2 separate regions of the Mus musculus genome follow, and region 2 is linked to region 1. A link is a contact called in public HiChIP or PLAC-seq data. All regions are on one chromosome and are shown on one strand. The core of a region is the stretch at or near the end of the contact, and the rest is flanking DNA. Distances in the headings are between cores, read along the strand shown. Region 1 holds the start of Tent5b (terminal nucleotidyltransferase 5B). Region 2 overlaps Wdtc1 (WD and tetratricopeptide repeats 1).

Evidence for each region. HiChIP or PLAC-seq counts read pairs in DNA pulled down with a chosen protein or histone mark.
Region 2: an H3K4me3 HiChIP or PLAC-seq map of bone marrow-derived macrophages shows a contact between it and region 1, with 2.3 times the contacts expected there. The contact joins the enhancer-like site here to the promoter of Tent5b in region 1. A contact is called at or near these places in 5 of 39 promoter capture datasets (the 3T3-L1 cell line, the C10 cell line, HPC-7-derived erythroid cells and 2 more), 1 of 15 datasets of contacts at CTCF or cohesin (large pre-B cells), 7 of 115 datasets of contacts at active chromatin or transcription factors (bone marrow-derived macrophages, embryonic basal ganglia, embryonic forebrain and 3 more) and 4 of 9 other capture datasets (adipose tissue, embryonic stem cells, macrophages and 1 more).

Annotation. Positions count from the first base shown.
Region 1 is chr4:133,477,629-133,481,500 of GRCm38.p6, reverse strand. It overlaps Tent5b (terminal nucleotidyltransferase 5B), which reads right to left and starts at 1,368. Exons shown (of 2, transcript NM_175307.6): 1 at 938-1,368. The coding sequence starts at 1,201. It overlaps Gm13257 (a long non-coding RNA gene), which reads left to right. Exons shown (of 3, transcript XR_390815.4): 3 at 1-24.
Region 2 is chr4:133,308,564-133,312,325 of GRCm38.p6, reverse strand. It overlaps Wdtc1 (WD and tetratricopeptide repeats 1), which reads left to right. Exons shown (of 16, transcript NM_199306.4): 6 at 3,390-3,577. Among named protein-coding and RNA genes, the nearest start is that of Wdtc1, 29 kb to the left of the region's middle. Within about 2 kb of position 1,970, at least 5 of the 459 cell types and tissues checked have an H3K27ac peak or open chromatin away from gene starts, as enhancers often do. A contact at or near this core is called in bone marrow-derived macrophages, where this site is marked.

The DNA.
Region 1 (3,872 bases), core at 119-2,618:
CTGGGTTTCATTATACAGGGACTTCAGGACTAGATGTTGAGTTTGGGAATCTGGGGAGTGGGGTGGGATGGGGATGGGGGGGGAGAGGAACTGTTGATCAGATACCATCTGTTCCTGGGGAGCTCCAGGACTCCCTCCCTGAACCTGACCTCCACCTCACTGGATAGCCTTTGGTAGGTAGCTCACCCTCCCACCCGAGGCCTCAGTTAGAATGGGGTATAAGAACGGGCATCCTCTGGTATTTCAGAATTCCACAGTGCTCGGGCTGTATGCAGAAAGAGCAAGTTTGGGGTCTTGCAGGGTTAGGTTAAAAGAGCTGTAGTTTGATGGGGGAGGGGGGCAGCTGCCAGAATCTGATCCTCAGGAGGGAGATAGTGTTTTGGGGTCTGAACCTTGGGCCGGCCTTCATTCTAGCCTTAAGGGAGAAGGAACCCCTAAAATGGAAATTTGATGCTATCTTCAAAGGGGTGAGGTCTCCGGTCTGGCCGCAACACGTGGGAGGTTGGGAGCTTTCCCAGGAATTTCTGGGCTGTTTCACCTAGCCAAGGCTTCTTGAGCTAAGGGTTGTGGGAACACAAGGGCAGAGTGCCCTAGAACCCTGAGGGTGCAGGAGGTCCAAGGATGTGAGGTAGAAGAAGAAAAGCTATTCTGGAACCAGGTACACACCCTCCTCACTGGCGACTGCCAGGGCGATGTCCCATCTAGTGCCTCCTCCATCTCCACCCCATTTCCCAGCCAGGGTCTTGGTGAGTGGTTCCCAAGGGAATAAGAGGTCCCCAGAACGGCAAGCAGGCAAGCTCAGCAGGGTGCAGGAAGAGCTGAACTAGTAGTCGGGTTCCTGTTTCTTAGTTTCCCTAGCTTCCCGGCCAGTCATAGACTCCAGGTACCTTGCAGCAGAGCACCACCCCACCCCCGACCCTGCCAGGGTCCCCCTCACCTGCACGATCTGCTGGGGCTGCACGCTCAGCGTGGGGAAGTTGCCTCGTCCGTGAATGGGGATCGGCTCTTTCAGCAGCGCGTCCAGCCGCTTCACCTGTGGCCAGCTCAGCCGACTCTGGTGCCGTCCCAGGGAGGCCGAGGAGGCCTCCGGGTCCGGGCCGCCGCCGGCCGCCCCAGCCGTGGCCACTGCCGAGGCTGCACCGGTCCCCACCTGCGCAGCTGGCTGCTCCAGGCTCTCAGCTCCACTCTCCGACGGCATCATTCACCCGGCCCCGGTGCCTGGACGGCAGAAACCCGGGAATGGTGAAGGCGAGGAGGGCAGGGAGAGTGGCTGTGCACGGGCCAAGGCGGGGTGCGGGGACCCGGCGGCGGCGAGGCAAACCCAGGGAACACCCCCGACGGCAGGGAGGACTAACAGATCTTAGAGCCAGGCGGCTCGGGCCCAGCTGACACTTATAGGCCGCGGGCCGCACGCCCATTGGTCAGCACAGCTGTCACACAGCAGGAGATGCCCTCCTCTTGTCCCTCCCCCTATCACGGGCCAACACAGTTTTGCAAGGGAATCGCTGGCTCTCAGGAGTTTCTGATTGGCTGAAAGGCACGCCCCTTCCCCGCCCCCTCTCTCGGACCGAATTCCCTCCTTTGGTCTTTAAAGAAGCTGCTGCTTGCGATTGGCCCGAGCCTGCCGGGACTTAGAGGGACAGCGCCCTCCAGCGGCAGAAGTCGAGGGAGGTCTGTGTAGAGTAATGTTGCCGTGTTGACAAGGCGGCCCGGCCGCTTTCTAATTTATTCCTTTGATTGGCCCTTCGAATTACCGCATGCCTGGCGTACCTGTTCCATCTTAGGTGAGGTGAAATCTGCTTAGAGAGAGGGCGTTATTACCCATCATCATGTAGCATGTGAGTGTCAGTTATGGTCCTGATGGAGGTTTAAAGATCTATGTAGCTCTTTGCTCCATCTGGGCCCACCCAGGGTTTTTCTGGGATGGATATTACTATTTTTTTTCTCTTTCTCTCTACAGATCATAGAGGCCGAGGCTTATTGCTACTTTTGAATCTTATCCCCTCCTCCTTTTCAGATTTTAAATATATGTGTCATGGGCAGGAGGGAGAATCGAAATCGAATCGCCCTGTTCATCGCCGCAGTATTTTTTTCTTGTCATTCTCGTAATAATAATATAGCAAATTCTGTAGCCTTCCATTTTCCTAAAAGGCAGACTAAGGATTAAAAGACAGGGAAGAAGAATCCAGGACTTAGAAACAGCTACTATACCCCAGTTTCTGTCAGGGCACAGCTTGACCTGCCTCAAACCAGAACACACATTTCTTCTTTCTGAAAGCCGGCCCCAGCCTCAGGCCACTCTAAAAACCCCTGGAGGAGGCCCCGTGTGTTCCACCAGATGTGTAACCCCAGCATTCCAGTGGTGTGGGCAGGAGGATAAGACGTTCAGTTATCCTTGTCTGCCTGTTGAGTTCTGGGTCAGCCGGGGATATACAGTGAGACCCTGTCAACAACAACATCAACAGGCTGGAGATATAAAGCGCTGACCAATTGCTCGCCTAGTGTGCCGGAGACCCAGGCTTCAACCTCTGGTGCCACAAAACGAGGGAAATAAAAATGAGATCTTTGACTGAGTTGTCTCTGAACTCTAGATCCCCGAGGCTACTGATGAAAGCGTTTGAGGTCCAGGCATAATACTCTCCTGCACATGGATTTGGCTCAGTGGCTCGGAATGCTTGCCTAGTGCAAGATCCTGGGTCTAATCCCCAAGCCCCCAAACCAACACAAGCCACCACAAAGCCACAGCATAGCCCCTGACACATTCTCCCTCTGAGCCTCCAGGAGACGTGGGGGAGGGGAGAAGGAAACTTACCTTCTCTTAAACCTCTACTATGCACTAAGTCATGTTACATATGTAACTACTCATTCCTGAGAATATGCCTCAGCAGGTGAGATCATTTTTCTAGATATGCAGATTAAGAAACCAAGGCTCCAGAGGTCGTGAGTGCCCAAAATCATACAACCACTAATTGGCAGTATAGGGCTTGAATTCATGTCTCCTGACTCTGTTGTCAACCCCTCCTCTTAGAAGTTGGCACAGGTCACAGGGTCACATTTGGCACAGCCCTGGCACTACCCACAACACCCATCCATTTGTTTATTCATTCTTTAGTCAACATATGTTCACAGGGAATCTACTAGGTACGAGGTGCTGAACTGTGAGATGGGTCAGGCGAGATCCTAGTTCTTCTAGAACTTTCGACTGTAGAAAGACAATAGTGATGTAAACAAGACATTTTGGATGGTAAGAGAAAAATGGAGTTGGACTATGGGAAGGAATAACTGAACCAGGGAGGAGAGACCTTGGATGCTTGACCAGGGCAGTTTCTTGTCAAGGTGACTCTGCCAGGCCCCCTTCTGTCCTCTCTGTGTTTGTCCCGGAATAGCCAGGGCAGCTGGAGAGATACCAGGCTACATACTCACACATGCCTAAAGGCTCAGCTAAGAGGGCTGTTGGCATCTACTGTCTATCTTCTCAATGTATAAACAGAGAAAGTGGGGTTAGAAAACAGGAGAGATTTATTCCAGGTGGACCAGCTACGCTGAAAATCGTTCAGGGACAAGCTGGGACAGTGGCTTTCATATAGACTTGATCAAGTTTTCTAAGGAAATTCAAATCTCGTTTTCTATCTCCTTCCTTCTGTCTAGGGCAGGGCAAGCAATTAGCCAGCACATGTACTGTGAATCAGCCTTTTGTCAACGCTTCCATTAGCAAAGCTAATGCCGTCCATGTTTGCCCAATGGGGCTAGGGTTGACTTGGGGATGTAGGAAGCTGAGAGAGAGAGAGAGAGAGAGAGAGAGAGAGAGAGAGAGAGCGCAGATGTGCCCAGTAAGATCTTTTGTTTCCATTAAAATCAGCTTTGAGAGTATC
Region 2 (3,762 bases), core at 721-3,220, 170 kb after region 1:
GCCTCCTCTGAGTGCTTTACCATAAGCTTATATGGTGCTGAGGGCAGAACCTAGGGCTTCATGGATGCCAGCACTTTACTGCCTACAGTTGACAGTCTTTTCATCCCTGTGCACAGAGGTTAGGTCTTGATCCCAGAGAGCAAACCCAGCCGTGGCTGTTAGGCCTTAGAATTACATGTGGGTCTGGAGAGGAAAGAGCCCCTAATGCGTGGGGTCATTGAAGAAAGTTGTTTTTATTTGCTTTTTTAAGGCAGGGTTTCACTCTGTAGACCAGGCTGCTCTCAAACTCATAGACATCCACCTGCCTCTGCCTCCTGAATGCTAGGATTAAAGGCATGTGCCACCATGTCTGGCCTGAACAGCCTCTGGAGAAGTGTCAGAGGGAGGGGGTCTCTGGGGGGTGTCAGGCAGGGAGTTTGAACCACGAAGAGGTGAGAACCTGGTTCCCATTGACCATCAACCTGGATGGAGATTTGGGAAGTCTGATGCCAGGGGCTTTAGCCCTCAGATTTAACCATAGTTTAATCTGGAAAAAAAGTTTCCTGGTATAATACAATCCCTGGTGTACATGGACATTGTAATTACATTGAAACTCGACTTGGGGTACATGCCATTTCTTCCAAGAGGATGGGTTGGTTCTCGGCTACCTACACTAGCTTAAGGGCCTAAGCAGTGCTCTGACCTGGTCTTAGTCATACAAATAGCATAGGGCTTTTTTAGGCTATTAGCCACCTCTGGTCCTGGTTGCGGGGCCTTGGGGAGGCCCTGGCTGTGAGGGTCATTTAGACTACTAGCCACCTCTTGTCCTGATTGTAGTAGCTTAACATGACCTGGCCCAACAGATAACACAAGATGAAAGAACAGGTTTTACATCTTTGCTTGGAAGGACAATCCTGCATGCTTATCATTCGTTGTTTCTTTGGAGATCTGTGGGTGCAGAGCCTTGGTGCCCCACTCCCAGAAGCAGGGTTTTTGCACTGAGGTGACCTGTCGCTGGGCACATTGGATCTGAAGTGACCTGTGAGGAAAGGGCTTGTCAGCCCTGCCGTTGTATATTTATTTATATCTGTGGGCCCACGAGTGTGCGGCTGTCTCCTTAAGAGCAGTGACTCTACCTGAAACCAGAGCCACCTCAGGGAGCTCTGAGCCTCATCACCCTGAGTTCTGCCTCACTCCCTCTCTCTCACCTCTGCGGGTGAGTGCCTGGGATTGTTCTAGAAGCAGAACAACTGGAGCTTGGTTTGTGGTTCTGATGTGTGGGAAAGACGCTGCAGTACGTCTGTGGTCACCTTCCAAGATTATATTTTGACAGTAGTTGTTCACAACCTTCTAGTGTTTTTAGTGTTAAGATTTTATTTATTTTATGTATATGAGTACACTGTAGCTGTACAGATGGTTGTGAACCTTCATGTGGTTGTTGGGAATTGAATTTAGGACCTCTGCTCTCTCTGGTCGGCCTCGCTTGCTTAATCCCTGCTTGCTCTGGCCCAAAGATTTATTATTATAAATAAAGACAAGTACACTGTACCTGTCTTCAGACACACCAGAAGAGGGTGTCAGATCTCATTACAGATGTTTGTGAGCCACCATGTGGTTGCTAGGATTTGAACTCAGGACCTTCAGAAGAGCAGCCGTCCCTCTTACCTGCTAAGCCATCTCACCAGCCCAGTTTTGGTGGTTTAAATAAAACACCTCTTTTTCTTTTTTGTTTTTGGTGGTGGTGGTAGGTTTTTTGTTTTTGGTTTTGTTTTGTTTGTTTGTTTGTTTGTTTGTTTGTTTGGGATAGGATTTCACTGTGCAACAGTTTTGGCTGTCCTGGAACTTGCTTTGTAAAGACTAAGCTGGCCTTGAACACACAGAGATCTGCTTGGCTCTGCCTCCTGAGTGCTGGGATTAAAGGGGTGCACCACCACCACCCACTAAAAATACATTTTCAGCAATGTATTATGATATAGGTGTGTGATATGGGACGGGGGAATGTGAGGAAGCCAAAGGACAGCTTGGTGGAGTTGATCCTCTCCTTCCTTTTTATGGGACCCCAGGCTTGATTTCAAGTCACCAGGCTTGTGTGGCAAGTGCCATCACCCACTGCACTCTTTCCAGTTTGTTTAAGAAAAGCCTCCTTTTCCATGGACTTAGTGAAAACACTGCCTCTGGGCATTCATCATATTCCGTCCAGGCGCTCCCCCTGGTGGCAGCTGCGGCACATTGCAAGCAAGGCAGCACTGAGGGCTTACTTCACCTATTTTTGCTGTGGCTGGAATCTATGCTGCCTCCAGACAAGAATAAAGATTGAGGCATGCCCCTAAAAATAAGTTTATATATTCCTATTTCTAAGTGACAAAGCAGAAGAGCATTTTTGTTTTCTCTTCCAAATAAAAATCAAAAGGGAGAGCTGGGATATAGCTCTGTGGTAGAGCAGCTGCCTGCCTTTCTCCATGCCAGTATCTGATCTGTCTTCAGTACAGGGAAGGAAGGAGGGGAGATAGACAAACAGACACACACAAAGGGACAGGGAGGGAGAGAGGTTTTCTTCGTGTCATCTGGAATGTTACGTTCTTCACTTGACTGGGGTGATGGTAGTAGTCTTATAGTGGCCAGCCCTTCTCCACAGCCCAACATCTGCACTCTTCCCACTGTTTGCTCTATAAGGAGTATTTGGCTGAACATTTTTTGCCTAGATCCCATTTTCTCTTTTGGATCCTTTGGATCTTTCATAGAATTAGGAGTTTAGGTCAAAAGATGGGAATTGCTTTTTAATCCAAACCTGGATGGCCGGACATGTGGATGAACTGAGATGTAGGTGGGTGGGTGGGTGGGTGGATATATAAAGCCCCAGTCTGGGTTTGAACAGCCTTGCGGTGTTCTGAAACTCAGTGGTTGGTTGCTTGCTCTGCTTTATTTTGGTGCTAGAATTGAACCTAGAACATCAAGGATGTCACACATGTGGTCTGCCAGTAAGCTATGCCCTTAGCCATGACCCTTAAAGGTTTCTCCTTCTCCTATGCTCAGGATTAAACTTTGGTTTTTACACATACTAAGTGGGTGCTCACCTCGAAGAGACACACCCAGCCCCTAATTTGGGAATTCTTAGTAAGGGATAGCGAGAATTATCATCCACTCAGTTCCTATCTGGAGAGGAGTCAGAAAAAAGGGCTCCTTAGGCAGCGCAGCTCGGCGTGCATGGTGACCACTCCGACTGCACGAAGTGCAGATCCTGACTGAACTTCTGTGCTGATCGGCTGCTGCTCGATAGCCAGGCTCACTTTGGTGAGCTCTTACAAACTTAGTGATACGAGAGGGAGAAGGCGCGCTGACACCCAGGCCATTCTCCTTCAGTAGCCAGCTCTCTCCTATCTCCTGCCAATCATTTGATCTCTTGTGAGCAGTTCCTGCCTCATGCTGGAGACCGCATTTTGATCACGGGGGCAGCTGACTCCAAGGTGCACGTCCACGACCTTACGGTAAAGGAGACGATCCACATGTTTGGAGACCACACAAACCGGGTGAAGCGCATTGCCACGGCGCCCATGTGGCCTAACACGTTCTGGAGCGCCGCAGAGGATGGGCTTATCCGGTAAGGATCTCTGCATGAAATTACTGTATGTGCTCCGCTTCAGTGGCTCTGCTGCAATGCTTCCTTCCACCTGGTCTTTCCCCCAGCAGACAGGAAGTGGGTCTCCTCCCTGTTCCAGTGTCCTGTGTGTTTGCCTGTTTGCCCTGTTCCCTTCAGACACGGATGGCATTATTACCCTTCTTTCT